Linked DNA regions of Rattus norvegicus: region 2 is linked to region 1. The links are chromatin contacts, called in public Hi-C maps. All regions are on one chromosome and are shown on one strand. Each heading gives the region's core, a stretch centred on a gene start, on an enhancer-like site or on the middle of the called end of the contact. The rest is flanking DNA. Distances are from core to core; before and after follow the strand shown. Region 1 holds the start of Ak5 (adenylate kinase 5). Region 2 overlaps Pigk (phosphatidylinositol glycan anchor biosynthesis, class K).

Region 1 (6,422 bases), core at 529-3,028:
CACCTTACCGAGTTCTGTGAAAGGCCACCCTGGCTGTCACCTGGCACCAAGGGAGAGAAACAGTTCCCACAGTTTGCAGTCAGGCGTCTCTGCCAGGGATTATCTATCATTCTTTTAGAAGCGTAGAAATAAAATCGGGTTCACTCTTAACACTTATAATTTTTTTAAAAAAAAATCAGCTATTCATGTCCACATTTACAAAAAACCCAGCAAAAAACAAACAAAAAAAACCTCTCGAAGCACTGTAATTATGGCATTCTGTGTTCAGTAAACATAGTTGGGGGGTATTGCAAAAATTATTCTCTTAACGGCTGCACTTTCCTTTTAAGAGAACAGATCCCCTAAACGGGAGAAAGAACACTGCGTGGCCTTTAGTTTATTATATTATTATATTATTCTACCACTTCCTTTAGAACGGGAGGCCAGGTTTTCCAGGACTCATCCTATGAAGCTTGGATTGGTATCGTTCTTTTTTGAATTTTATTTTGTTTTATAACCTAAGCGAAAGCACTTCGGATTTAGGGTGTTTTTAGATGGAATGTGGAGAGAATAATAGGAAGCAGGACTTCTCTCTGGGAAGCCGGCTGTGGCTTGAGCAAGGTGCCTTTAGCTCATTCCCCAAGCCTCCTTTCTCACGTTCTTTGAGAGTTACCGCATCCCGGGTCCCCGGTGCGGATGCTGCTGCTACGCCCAGCAGAGGCCAGCAACAGGAGTCACGCCTGTCTGGCCTCTCCCAGTCAAACCCAGTCTGTGTAGGTAGGCGGGAGGGAGGGTTGGGGCTGGAGGCTGCGGCCCGGAGGAAAGCCTGAAGAGCCTTTCAAGCAACCAGCAAATGCGCTCAGGAGTTCATTGACTGGCGGAGCAGAGCTTCATCGACCCAGGAGATAGCTGCACTTGATCGGCTGCGCTGTGTGTGTGTGTATATGCCTGTGTGGTTTTCTCGCTCCCTCTCCATCTTCATCCCTCTCCTCAGCCATCCCCCGGGAGAGTCGCTTCGTCCATGCTTTTCCCTCCCCTGCAGGGGGTCCCAACGCTTGGCGCCTGGAATGTTTAGATCTCTGGAACCTTCAGTTTCTTGTCCTGGGTCCGTGTGGGCGACAGTGCTCTCACCTGGCTTGACCCTCAGCCCCAGAGAGTGCGGCCAGGCCACGGTCTGCTGTCCACTCTGGGAGCCCATCTCGGGGAGATGCTCTGGGGGCAGCCTGCACCCAGAACCCAGCTTGAAGAGGGAAACTTGATCCCAAGATACAGATTTCGAAGCCTGCATTTGAAAGGGACCCTAGCGACCCGCGCGAAAGGCTACTTGACAGGGGCGAGGGTACAGCGAGCTTCTGTGAGTGCCTTCATTAGGTACTCCGCACTGGAAGGTGCGGCCGAGCGCTGGCCCTCTGAGCCCTGGGGACGGTCACTGGGGATCTATCGGCCACCCCAACCAACCTCTTACCTCGAAAAGCTGAGGAATGTCCCTCCGGGCCAGGTACTCCTTGGCTTCGTTGGTGTTCATGGCTGTGCGCGTGCAGTGGGAAGCAGAAGGGGAGGCTCCCGAGGTTGGGGTTGACGGGCGCAGCCCTCACTTGGATGCGCTCAGGCCAGGGTCCCCTCGGCGACTCCCGGGCAGCTGTGCCGTCCGCGCTCCAGTCGCCCCCGCGTCCGCGCCGGTCCCCGTGCCAGCCAGCAGCGAGCAGCGGCGGCTTCCCGGGCGCAGGCAGCGCGAGCGCCAGGGGAGGGGCGCGGAGGAGGACCACGAGGCCGACGCCACCAGCCGCCGCCTCCCGGCTCTGCGCGCTCGGCCCGCGCCTCCAGAGCTTGCTGCGGCGGCCGCCAGTCACGCTGCGCGGGCGGACGCGGGACGCGGGGCGCGGGGGTGGGGACACGCGGGCTGCAGTCACTCCCCAGCCCGCAAAACGGTCAGGGCATCTAGGACCGGGCGATTGGAACTGGATACATTTTCACTTCTACACACCACACACACGCATACACACACACACACACACACACACACACCACATATACACACATATCTCACACACACACACCACAGACAGACAGACAAACACACACACACATACACACACACGCAGGCATACATACACACACTATACAGACACACACATATCATACACCCCTCACACACACACCACAGACAGATAGACACAGCACACACACACACACACACACACACACACACACACACCATTTACCATGAGATCCATTAGGAGCTCTTCTGGGGGTCGGGGGAAACCCAAGTCAGAGAATTCATATATTCTTAAAGTTAAGGTCTTTCGGGGCTGGGGATTTAGCTCAGTGGTAGAGCGCTTCGGGGCTGGGGATTTAGCTCAGTGGTAGAGCGCTTACCTAGGAAGCGCAAGGCCCTGGGTTCGGTCCCCAGCTCCGAAAAAAAGAACCAAAAAAAAAAAAAAAAAAAAAAAAGTTAAGGTCTTTCAGTGACAGGGAGTTGGGAGTGGGGAAGGAGGAAGCGTTCTGTTGGGTCTTTTTACATTTGAGTCCTTAAGGAAAGTTGGGCCAACTGGTTTCACATTTCCTTAAACCTTTGAGTAGAAGTCCTGAAATCCTTAGCACAAAACTTAGTGAGTAGTCAAAGAATCACTTCTGCCCAGAGGCACTGAAGGAAGAGAGGACTAAGTGGGGGGGAGCTGGGGTCTGCTTAAAACTGGAAAGGGCTGGATGAGTGGAGTGAGTTGATCTCAGATTAGAGGATCATGTGGTCCCTGGCCCAAGGGCCATCAGAACCCCCTAATAAAAGACAGCTGGCGAGGCACACTGGTGCCTCCCCAGTTGCAGATCACTACCAAGGTGCACCCATCCTCCCCACAGCTACCAAGATGACTCATTCCCCACACAAGATGTCTTTTCACTACCTCTTTGAGAGATGCTCTGGGTGTCCTGAGAATGTGATCTCTAACTGCTTGCAAGGGCCCACTCTGGAGAGGGTATGTGGGAGAAAGGAACAAAGGCTACAGACTCCTGGGTCTGCGGTCTGGCGGGAAGCACACTAAATACTTCAGATTAATAACTCACCATCTGAATGTCTGTTTCAAGATCTATCACCATCTGAATGACTGTTTCAAGATCTATCACCATCTGAATGACTGTTTCAAGATCTATCACCATCTGAATGACTGTTTCAAGATCTATCACCATCTGAATGTCTGTTTCAAGATCTATCACCATCTGAATGTCTGTTTCAAGATCTATCACCATCTGAATGTCTGTTTCAAGATCGATTCTTGGACCTATTTCTTGGTCCACATCATCCTCTGTTGCTCAGGCCCAAGGATGGATACAGCTTTGTTTGACCAGAGGGAGGGAGCTCAAATTCTAATTAGTCCTATTTTGTGAATTAAATAAAATTTGTGAACATTTGTGAAGCCACGTGCCATAACAGTGTGTCGTGTGGTAACCTTGATAGAGGCCATTTTCAGTTCTGAGGACATAGGCTTCCTCTGTGAGAATATGTCTCTATTTATGTTTCTTTAGCTTAGTTGACAGCAGGCTCTGGAGGGAGCCAAAGCCATTTTTTGCCCTGTGAAACCACCGTCCTGGAAAATCCTAGGGTCTGGTGGCTTAGTAGACGTAGAAGCACAGGGGACTGAAGCGGTCAGTTCCTGTAGGTCTTCTTAGGGTCCTTCTTCCCTTGGTTCTGTTCCTGGTGTTATGGTTTGTCTTGTTCTGAGGTGATACATGAGTCTTAGCGTCTTTAGTAAATCCAGCAAGTGACAGCAGAGGCCCAGCAGAGAAGGGTCAGAGAAAACATACTGTAGTTAGCTTGAAAACAGATGTAGCAAGTTTTCATTAGCCTTGGAGAATGACAGCCGGTGCTCTCTGGCATATCCCAGAGTAGAGAGGTGCAGCCTCATAGGGCCGGAGCCTATGCAGAAAGTACAGGCTTCAAAAGCAGGGCTGATGGTTGGAAGAGAGCAGGAACAAGATCACAAGTACATCCTGGCCTAACCCATGCTGCCTTACCAGCTCTGTGATGATTCTAAGGCTGGCATGGAAAAGGCTTGAAGCCCCTCGCACTGCGGGGACACATTCCTACAAGCTCAAAGGAACGATGATGCTCTCCATATCTGCTTCTTTGGGAACAATTAGCACATCTCGACATTTCCCTACCTTATGTTCAGGTAAGTAGGTCATGCCCAAATATGTTTAAACAAAGATTTATGATTTTTGGCTCTATATTAAATACAAATGAAATTGTCCTCATCCTCTTCAAAATCTTTTGGTACGGCTTTAATTTTTACAGTTTTTGAAAATGCTTAACGTTTTGAAGGTATAAGGAGTTGGGACATCTGAGGGGAAATGAATAAAATTGTCTCTTGTGGTCACATCTTGGGAGACTATGGTAAGTTTTTGTGCTATGGCAGTAACTAAGGACACTGTCTCTTGCTGGCAACGAGCCTTGTTTCCATTGGAGAATGTGTGTAATTAATAAGTGTGTGTGATAAGTGTGACGGGGCCAGCAAGATGGCTCGGTGTCGACAAGTCTGGTGACCTGACTTGTTCCCCAGGACCCACATGCTTGGAAAGAGAGAACCGACTCCCCAGACCTGTCCTCTGGCCTCTACAAATGTGCTCCGGTGCTGTGGCACAGGTGCCAGCACCCACCCACCTACGCAAACTCAGGCAGACAGACAGACAGACAGACAGACAGACAGACAGACAGACACATACACACAGATACACAGACACACAGACACAAAACAAACAAATGAATAAAATTCAGTAAGTGATTTAAACAGTACCTGGGGAGGAAAAGGCAAAGAAAATGATCAAACATCCGACTGTGGTAAGCAAAAGCAGATAAAGCACAGAGAGTGCGGAAAATCAGACACAAGCAAGAACTTATCAGATAGCGGCCAGTGTGGTGGGGAAAAAAAAATTAAAGCTGACTCTATTGATTTGAAGCAACGGGGCCGGTCCAGACCTGTCCTGTGGGAAGGGGCAGGGGAAGTGGAACTGTAGATAATCACAAGACTGTGACAAGGACTTTTGAAGGGCCAGGGATGTTGGAGGAGGAAGGAGCTGTGGAAGGGATTGCTCCCTGAGTCAGCCATAAGGAGCTGGTTCCTGCTGACACACAGACCTCGCCTCAGCAAATGGCTAAGCCTGCTGAGCTTGTTCTTTCAGTGGCTAAGATGGAGGACCACTTGCCCATCCACACAGAGAAGACTTGAGGACTCTACCAGACTCTAGACCAATGGGTCAGCCTTCCTGATGCTGCCACCCTTTACTACAGTTCCTCACGTTGTGGTGACCCCTAACCACAAAGTTACTTTTGTTTGTATTTCATAACTGTAATTTTGCTATCGTTATACATTGTAATGTGAAGATCTGTGTTTTCTGGTGGTCTTAGGCAACCCATGTGAAAAAGTTTTTCATCCCATGAAAGGGCTAGAACCACACGCCTACACTCAGCCCTCAGTGACCCCTGGCTGGCATGTCTGTCAGCCATCATCCAACTATGGTCAGGTTAGCAAGGAAGCATTTAGCAATAATGCAGAAAACAGCAAAAACAATGCTAGAGGAGGAGGGAGAAGAGGGCAGGGAGAAGAGGGGAAGGAAGAGAGCAAGAGGGGGATAACATTGGGCAATGGAGGGTACGATCATTTGTAAAAGAATAGGAATCTGTTGGTAACACTTAGTGGAATAGAAAGGAAACCTTTCTCATGCAGAAGTCGCCCCTCCCCCATGGGAGCTATATGGAGACAATGGCAGGGACTAGTCTAGTTGATGGTACTTGTGTAATCACAACATTGACCACAATGTGCAACAATGTATCGTTTGTTATGTGTCCACAGGTGCTGAGAACCTCAGAAAGTATACAGTGTTACAAATATGTCTATATGTCATATAAATTTTTAAAACAACCTGTAAGGTATACATTATTTTTATCATGTTAATCAACTCACCAAAAATCAGCAGGCCTAATCCTAAGGTTACCCAATGGCAAGCATTGGTTTAGTTACAGGCTGGTGCCATACAAGTCTTCCCTTACCCACCAGCAACACAATCCCTTGCAAGCTGACCAAGGACTGCAACAATTTCCTTTTGTCTCTATCACTGCCTCCCCTCAGCCCCTCCGTGTGTGTGTGTGTGTGTGTGTGTGTGTGTGTGTGTGTGTGTGTGTACTTGAGTGTGCAAACACAATTGTGTGGAGGCTAGAAGTTGACTTTGGGTCTCTTCCTTACTCACTACTCACCTTATTTTCTGAGACAGCACTCCTTACCAAACCCAGAGCTCACCATCTGGTCAGACAGGCAGGGCAGACAGCTCTAGGATCCTCCTGTCTCTGCCTTTCCAGCCCTAGAATTGCAGACACAGGCCACCCTTCATGGCCAGCTTTTCCACCCACCCCACACTCTGTAGGCACTGGGGATTGAACTCAGAGCCTCATGCTT
Region 2 (7,205 bases), core at 2,090-4,589, 80 kb after region 1:
ACAGCTAGGGTCTGAGTCCAGACACACTGGCTGTTTCATATCACCACCCGCCCCCGACCCGCTAATGGACTATGTTCAATGGTCAGGGATAAAACCGCCAGTTTCTAGTTGAGAGCCACACTGAATGAAGAGTGCATCAGGGACTAGTCAGTCAGTGTTTTAGCTTCTTTGTCACCAAAATGTGAAACATTTTCATGAGTGAAATTAATTTCAGAATATTATGGGGGCCAGTGGATTTATGCAACTGAATGATAGAAAAACACTTAAAGAAACTGTATGTACTGTTCTTATGCATTCTGTTTTAAGCTGGAGTGAAAAATTAAATCTGCTTTCTAGCCCACATTTTTGTTAAGGAAGTATTATTAAAGCATCACAGCAAATAATCTAAGTGTTTCTATGTGGATGCGTTTGTACCGTATGTGGTTCTGTGTGCCTTAGGGAATATGTATGTCAGCATTTGTACTGTGTGCATTTCTATATGCATTAGGGAATACATCAGTATTGTCTTTTTGGCTTTCTGTAAGGTCATGGAGGAAACGGTTTTTTGAAATTCCAAGATTCTGAAGAAATCACTAACATAGAACTTGCAGATGCGTTTGAACAGATGTGGCAGAAAAGACGGTGAGTGGCGAGCGCCTCCTCACTTTATCTTTAACTTCCCCTCTCTCCTCCCCCAGCATCAGGGCTGACCGAGGTTGTGCACGCTGGACAGGTGCTCTGCCCTGGGCTGCATACCCAGTCCCAAACAAATGACCTCTTTTTCCAAGATAAGCTAATATGAACAGTTCCTGTGGGAAACGTTTCTGGTGGGAGACTCACTGTGCAGCGCAGGCTGCCCTTAAACCCAGGACATCCCTGCGACAGCTTCCTGAGCAGCTGAAGGTAGGGCTGTGCGCCACTGAATTAGTTCATCATGGTTGAATTCAGTCTCACTTAGAGCTTCAGAGCATAGGCAAAGTGTAGCCAGATTCTTTGCCAGAATACAGAAGGAACATCTCAAGTCCTGTTCCTGGTGTCGTCTGTGACCTGATGAACCCAGGCTTTCCTGCCCACGCTCCTGTCGGCCTGTTGCTCACTAAGGTCTGCCTGTAGCACCGTGGGCCTTCTCTAGCCAACACCTCCAGATTCTAGGTCACTGCCACAGTCAGAGCAGCACAGCACAGCAGTGACCAGGCCTCTCAGTGAGCTTCTTTGGTGCGAGCATCTTCGGGGGACTGCAGTTCTGGAAGGGACAGCCCACTGTTGTAAGGAAGACCCAGTGACCCGAGTGATTCTCTTGTTAGTGGCTGCAGCTCGTGGCTGGCTTGGGAGGGTGAAGAAGGGAGACAGGAAGCCAGAGCCATGAGCCTAGGAGGGTTGGGGTGGAAGGTCTTCCTAAGGCTCATTTTACAACACGTGGTTCCCAGCTGTATGAGAGGCTGGGGAGCCCTGGGGACTGTGGCCGAGCTAACAGAAAGAGCACTCGGGTGGACTGTGAGTGTCACGGCAGGATTTTGATCTCGCCAGAGCTTTCAGGTTCTGAACCACAGAGGTGTGAGTATGTCACAAGCTCCTGCCACCACGGATGAAGCTACTCAGCCACTGTGCTTTCCCTCTGATGGGCTGTGGGACTGTTGGTCAAAGCAGACACTGCAAGTTGTCCTGACGGCAGCAGTGGCTTGGATACCGTGTCCGTCCAGTGTGTCCCAGTGCGTCAGCTGTGCTCGCCTCACTCCTGTGATTCTGTGTTCTTTCCTTCCAGTTGTACATAGCTTATGTATGAGATGTGCGTACCAGCCGGATGTATACACGCATCCGTGTTCATGAGTTACATCTCTGCATGTATGTGTGACATGTCCAAGAAAACCTGTGTGCCAGGCGGTTCTTAGCTGTCTGTCAGAGTTCTGAGACACGTGGCAAAGAGAAGAAGGAAAACAAATGACAGCCGCTGCTCGGGAGGGGACCCCTGCCCTGGGAGGAGGCCGCTGCTCGGGAGGGACCCCTGCTCTGGGAGGAGGCCGCTGCTCCTTGTTTGAATGTTGTCATGTGTAGGATTTTTCTTTCAACTTTTAGCTAATGAGACGGCTCAGACTTAGCTTTTTGAATTATTGGAGAAATGTTAGCGTCGTTACAGCACGATCCACCTCACAGCCTTGGGCACTTCTCTTTCAGCTACAACGAGCTGCTGTTCATTATCGACACTTGCCAGGGCGCGTCCATGTATGAGCGGTTTTACTCTCCTAACATCATGGCCTTGGCGAGTAGCCAAGTGGGCGAGGATTCCCTGTCGGTACGTATTCTCCCCTGGTTCTCAAACCACGTGATAGGTTTTATGGACATGCGTGCTAGTCTTAGACGTTGAAAGCAGGACACTGTGTACTGAACCATTCCTTAAGGTGATCTTACTGACGCTGACTCTGCTTCACACTCACAGCACCAGCCCGACCCCGCAATTGGCGTCCACCTTATGGACAGGTACACATTCTATGTCTTGGAATTTTTGGAAGAGATTAATCCAGCTAGCCAAACTAACATGAATGACCTTGTAAGTATCTGTTGATTTGATTACAACACGTGGGCATGCTGACTGTAATGGGGTGCGTGAGGTCTGTTCTTTCCAGGACCCCATGGGTGCTGTCTTAGCATCATGATGTGGCCTTTTAAACTGCTTTTAATTTATCAAAATCATGCTTGTGTGGTGTGCATGTGTGTATGTGAGGCCAGAGGACAACTTGCAGGAGTCAGTGGTTCTGTCCTTCTGCCATGTGGATTTTGGGGGTGGAACTCAGGTTGTCAGGTTTGGTGGCATGTGCCTGTACCTGCTGGGCCATCTTGTTTCCCAGTGTGTCCTTTAGCATGCAGGGGCACAAACTTCAGCCCGGGCAACTTCTGTTCCTGAGGCACTTGACTGTCATTTCGTATTTTTTTCTCTCGCCTACAAGGTGTTTGTTTAAAATGATTGCTTTACCTTTTGAAGTTCCGCACATCCTGAGTGCGTTAAGTCAGGTGATACTCTGCCAGGAAAGCCGCCTGAGCTTTTCTTAAGATGTGTTTTACCTTTTCAGAGCTTCCGTAGAACTTAATTTCTCCTTTTTAACATTTACCACAGACTGATCGAAGGCATTGAGTGAAGTCTTGGTCATTTAATGTGAAGCTCTTGGAAGCGAGTCTTTACCTTACATAGATTTTTGTGGCCTATAATTTTCTGGTATAACTTGGATTGGATTAAAATATCCCATCTCTCCTGTCGATTGTGCCATTCCCTTCACAGAAGCTTGGGATTGTTGTTGAGTTGGCACAGCGAGAAGCTGCAGCCGGTGGTTATGTGATAACGTCGCTCTTTGCGGCTGCTTGCACTGGGTCATTCACCCTCACGCACTGGTCGGGTCCTCTTGCTCAACCCTCTCAGTGCCCGTGTGCTGCTCGCACTGTGGCTGACTGTGCCTGACGCATGGGGCAGACACTGTGTGTTCCTTCCTGGGTGTTAGGAACCCAGTGACCAGGCATATGGCTCTGCCTTCCCCTCACCTCAGCAGCTCTGCACTAGGATCCAATTGAGCAGAACCATTTTGAGTGGGTTTTCAGTATTGAAAGAGTCCTGCCAAATTCCGAGAGCTCCTGCTGTTGGCTGCCAACTACAGTAGGAGTGCTTGCTAGCACCAATTTGAAGATTATGTATTTTGATGCCTGTTAACTCCTGATAGGGACTTGAATATTAAAACAAATTTTTAATAATGCTAATTTCATTTCTAAATAGAAAAAGGCACCATCTTATTTTTCTCCCTTATGAAAACATGCTTTTCCCTCAGACCCTCTGCTATTACAGAACTGGAGAGGGATGAAAAGGATACTCACCCTGAGCACAGCAGCTCCCGTGGCCGTTTGTCTCATGGAGGAATGAGACACACATTTACTCTGAGCCTAAGTAGAACGCAGCATCCCCTGGTTTATAATGCCTTGTTTTATAAGTCGATTCTCAGTGTTTGCAGTGCATGGCATGCCACCTCAAAAGTTTAAAATATGTATTGTTGATGTCTAATGAATTTAAAACATTGAAATTCTATGAGAAGTAATTATTTTAATTGATTATAGTATTATATACATAAAATCTATCAATCATCTGTCATGTATCTATCATATAACCCATCCACCCATCCATCCACATAGCTTACTAATATCTTACCTTGGTTTCTTGCTTGCATTGGAAAATGCATTGATGATTATTTTAGTGTCTTTCAATAAGAATAATCTGTAAGTGCTGGGCGTGGTGGCACACACCCTTAATCCCAGGACTAATGAGACGGAGGCAGGCAGATCTCCGTGAGTTTGACATCAGCTTGGTTTACAGAGTAGATCTGGGACAGCCAGGGCCATGTAGAGAGATCCTGTTTAAGGGACACCCCCTAACCCCAAAAAGGAACAAAAACACTGATCTATAAATGATCAATAAGTATTTATAGGTAAAGCGGTTTGCTATGCCTCTGAGTCATATTGTCTTCTATTGGCTAGAGATGCAGAGTAAAGCTTGCTGAAAGGGACTGTAGTCATAGGACTGTGCTGGGGTCTATAGAGCAAAGTTAGAAGAGCTGGTCACCTGAACATGCACCATGCCATTGGTGACAGCTGTTGCCTGTTTAGAGTCTACACCTCAGGCCCTCTTCAGGGAGGTACTGTGTCAACGTTAGTAAACACTCCCGCTTTTCACAGTGAGTGAGGATGTTCTGTCCTTGGTAATTCACTGTTGAATGTCACGGGAAAATTAACACAGATTTTATTCTGACATCTGTGAGTGCAGAAGTCATGGTTTTCATCTGGGTGTCTTGGAGGTAACTTTGGCTCATTTCCACTGTGGTTAATTAAAGTGGTTAAAGTAAGTTAGTTGGCATAGAACGTGGGACATAGCTTCACGGAAACAGCAAGGGGTATGCTGTAGGCGGCCATACTTGACGTCCCTGGAGTCTCTGGGCCTTTCTGCATATTGGACCACATTTTGCTTACTGCCTGTCATGTCAGAGTTAACCCTTCTGACGGGGTTCTGGCCAGGTTTCTTATAGCATCCTCTCATAGCTGTGGCTTTATTAGAATGTCAGGTACTACAGAGGAACAAGATGCTAGTCTTTAGAAGCCGTGTGTATCTATAGGTTGGCAGACTTACTGGATTTAAAGGTGCTTGTGTATGTGTTTGTCATGGTCCCTACTGTTTTGTTATTATTTTCAGTTTCAAGTGTGTCCCAAAAGCCTCTGTGTGTCTACCCCTGGACATCGTACTGACCTTTTCCAGCGAGATCCTAAAAAGGTCCTGATAACCGATTTCTTCGGAAGCGTGCGGAAGGTGGAAATCACGACAGAGACGATCAGTTTGCAGTGGGATTCACAAGTCGTGGACAGCAGGTAGTTTCTATTTGGGTAGAAGTTTTAGAGACAGATCTAAGGGCAGAGGGTGGCGTTTGTAACTAGTTTTGTTTCTTCGCCATCTTGAGCTCTCCACAACAGTCTGCCATTCAACCCTATTTTGCCGTTGAGACTTTTAGTAATTGGTTAGTGATGGGGGGAAAGGGCACAAGCCAGAGGTCGCTGTGTAGGGCAGTGGTGTCCATGTGTATGTGTGAGAGAGACTGAGGGGAATTGGCTGCAGTTGGGGGTTTGAGATATTTATAATGCTCAGGTTTTTTTTCAGTAATTACTTTTGAAAGGGAAATGCCTGGTGAGGTGAGAGCACGGTTTAGATGACAGGACTTCTGTGGGCACTGTAGCAGTGCATCTTTACCTCAGCACTGCCTGAAGTGTGGGCTGCTCAAACTCCAGCTCCTCGCTGGATCACCAGTGGCAGCGTGCACTATTTCAAGTGTCTATAGTCGCAGTCCTCAATTAACAGAAATAAATTAAATTCTAGGAAAAATCTTTCCTGTGAAGAGCTAGGGAGGATCTCATTTCTTGTTTTAGAATTCAAAGCCTTACTTTATTTTATCTTTTCTTTTCCAATTTCTTATGGCTGTTGGCCTGTGAAACTGTGAAGGCAGCCGATAGGAGCGCTAGAAATAACAATGTCTTCTCCTTTTACACAATAGCTTTGTTTCCCAAGCTGTCGCCTGTCTGTGGGATATGTTCCTCTAGCTGGGCTGCCTTGTCTGCCTCACGGAGACTTGATGTGCCAGGGTAGGGGTTACCCAGGGAGGCCCCCACCCACTCAGAGAAGGGGAAGCAGGCAGGGAGGATTGCGGGAGAGGGTGACCGGGATGGGGGCAATGAGCAGGATGTAAAGTAATATGCAAAAAATAATAGAAAAGAAAAAATGAGAAAAACCACAATAGCTTTAAAATTACCTATGAAAAATTGCCAAACTATACTTTAGTACTTTAATAAACCAAACTGTAATTCAGTACGTTTAGCCATTCATCTCCTAACAGATGAGTTTTATAATTTCCCTTGACCTCAAGCCTAACTCCCCTTTAGCTGCCTGAACACTGATGTAATGTGTCTTAGAGACAAGGGCATTGTTAGGTTTTCGTTCTTATCTCCTGTCTAGACACTGAACTGCATTATAGGGAGGCCGAGGAGGACTGCAGTGACATGGGAGTAGTCTGCTGTATACTCTGGAAGAATGCATTTCTGACTCTTTAGTCTTTTAAATGTATTTGTCTGGAAGCAAAATTCTTAGTGCTGACAATTGTCTCAGTTTATATTTGGGAATAAAATTAAGTTTTGTTTTTTTTTTTTTTAGGTTTTTTTTTTAGATTTATTTATTTTTAATTTTTTAAGTGTTCTTTTAAATTAGATGTATTTCTTTACTTACATTTCAAATGTTATTCCCTTTCCCGGGGAGAGATCTATATCCGGTCCCTTTCGGCATGCATTTTTCAGCTTCATCAATAAAATTAAGTTTTACAGCTGCACACCAAGGCCTGTTGTCTTAGAGCGCCCTCTAGTGTTTGCAAATACATTTTATTTAGGAAATTGCCATTCACTTGGTGATACTATGATGACTGGTATAAACAGAGTGTGAGTAGGTAGTGTTATGCCCTGGTGTCCCTCTGACTATTTGAAGGTTCATCTAGGAAGACTGCACTCAAGAATTAGATGTCCTGTGCAACATGGCGAGATCGCTCTCAGAAGCATTGCTCATTCCTTTAATCAGTCATCATGAGAAGTTCATTTCTATCTGATCTAGGAGCTTTTACATGTATGAACAGGTGTTATCTCATGTGTGCAGGTGCTGTTCACATGTA

The links. A called contact is a pair of places that touch in the nucleus more often than the background predicts.
Region 2: a contact with region 1 is called in a Hi-C map of frontal cortex, with 1.7 times the contacts expected there. The contact joins the enhancer-like site here to the promoter of Ak5 in region 1. A contact is called at or near these places in 2 of 12 Hi-C or Micro-C datasets (frontal cortex and prefrontal cortex).

What each region holds. Positions count from the first base shown.
Region 1 is chr2:244,239,588-244,246,009 of GRCr8, forward strand. Ak5 (adenylate kinase 5) reads right to left here and starts at 1,779. Exons shown (of 14, transcript NM_001108951.1): 1 at 1,445-1,779. The coding sequence starts at 1,504.
Region 2 is chr2:244,318,377-244,325,581 of GRCr8, forward strand. It overlaps Pigk (phosphatidylinositol glycan anchor biosynthesis, class K), which reads left to right. Exons shown (of 11, transcript NM_001011953.1): 6 at 525-621; 7 at 2,152-2,269; 8 at 2,414-2,524; 9 at 5,198-5,370. Among named protein-coding and RNA genes, the nearest start is that of Pigk, 32 kb to the left of the region's middle. Within about 2 kb of position 3,340, at least 9 of the 93 cell types and tissues checked have an H3K27ac peak or open chromatin away from gene starts, as enhancers often do.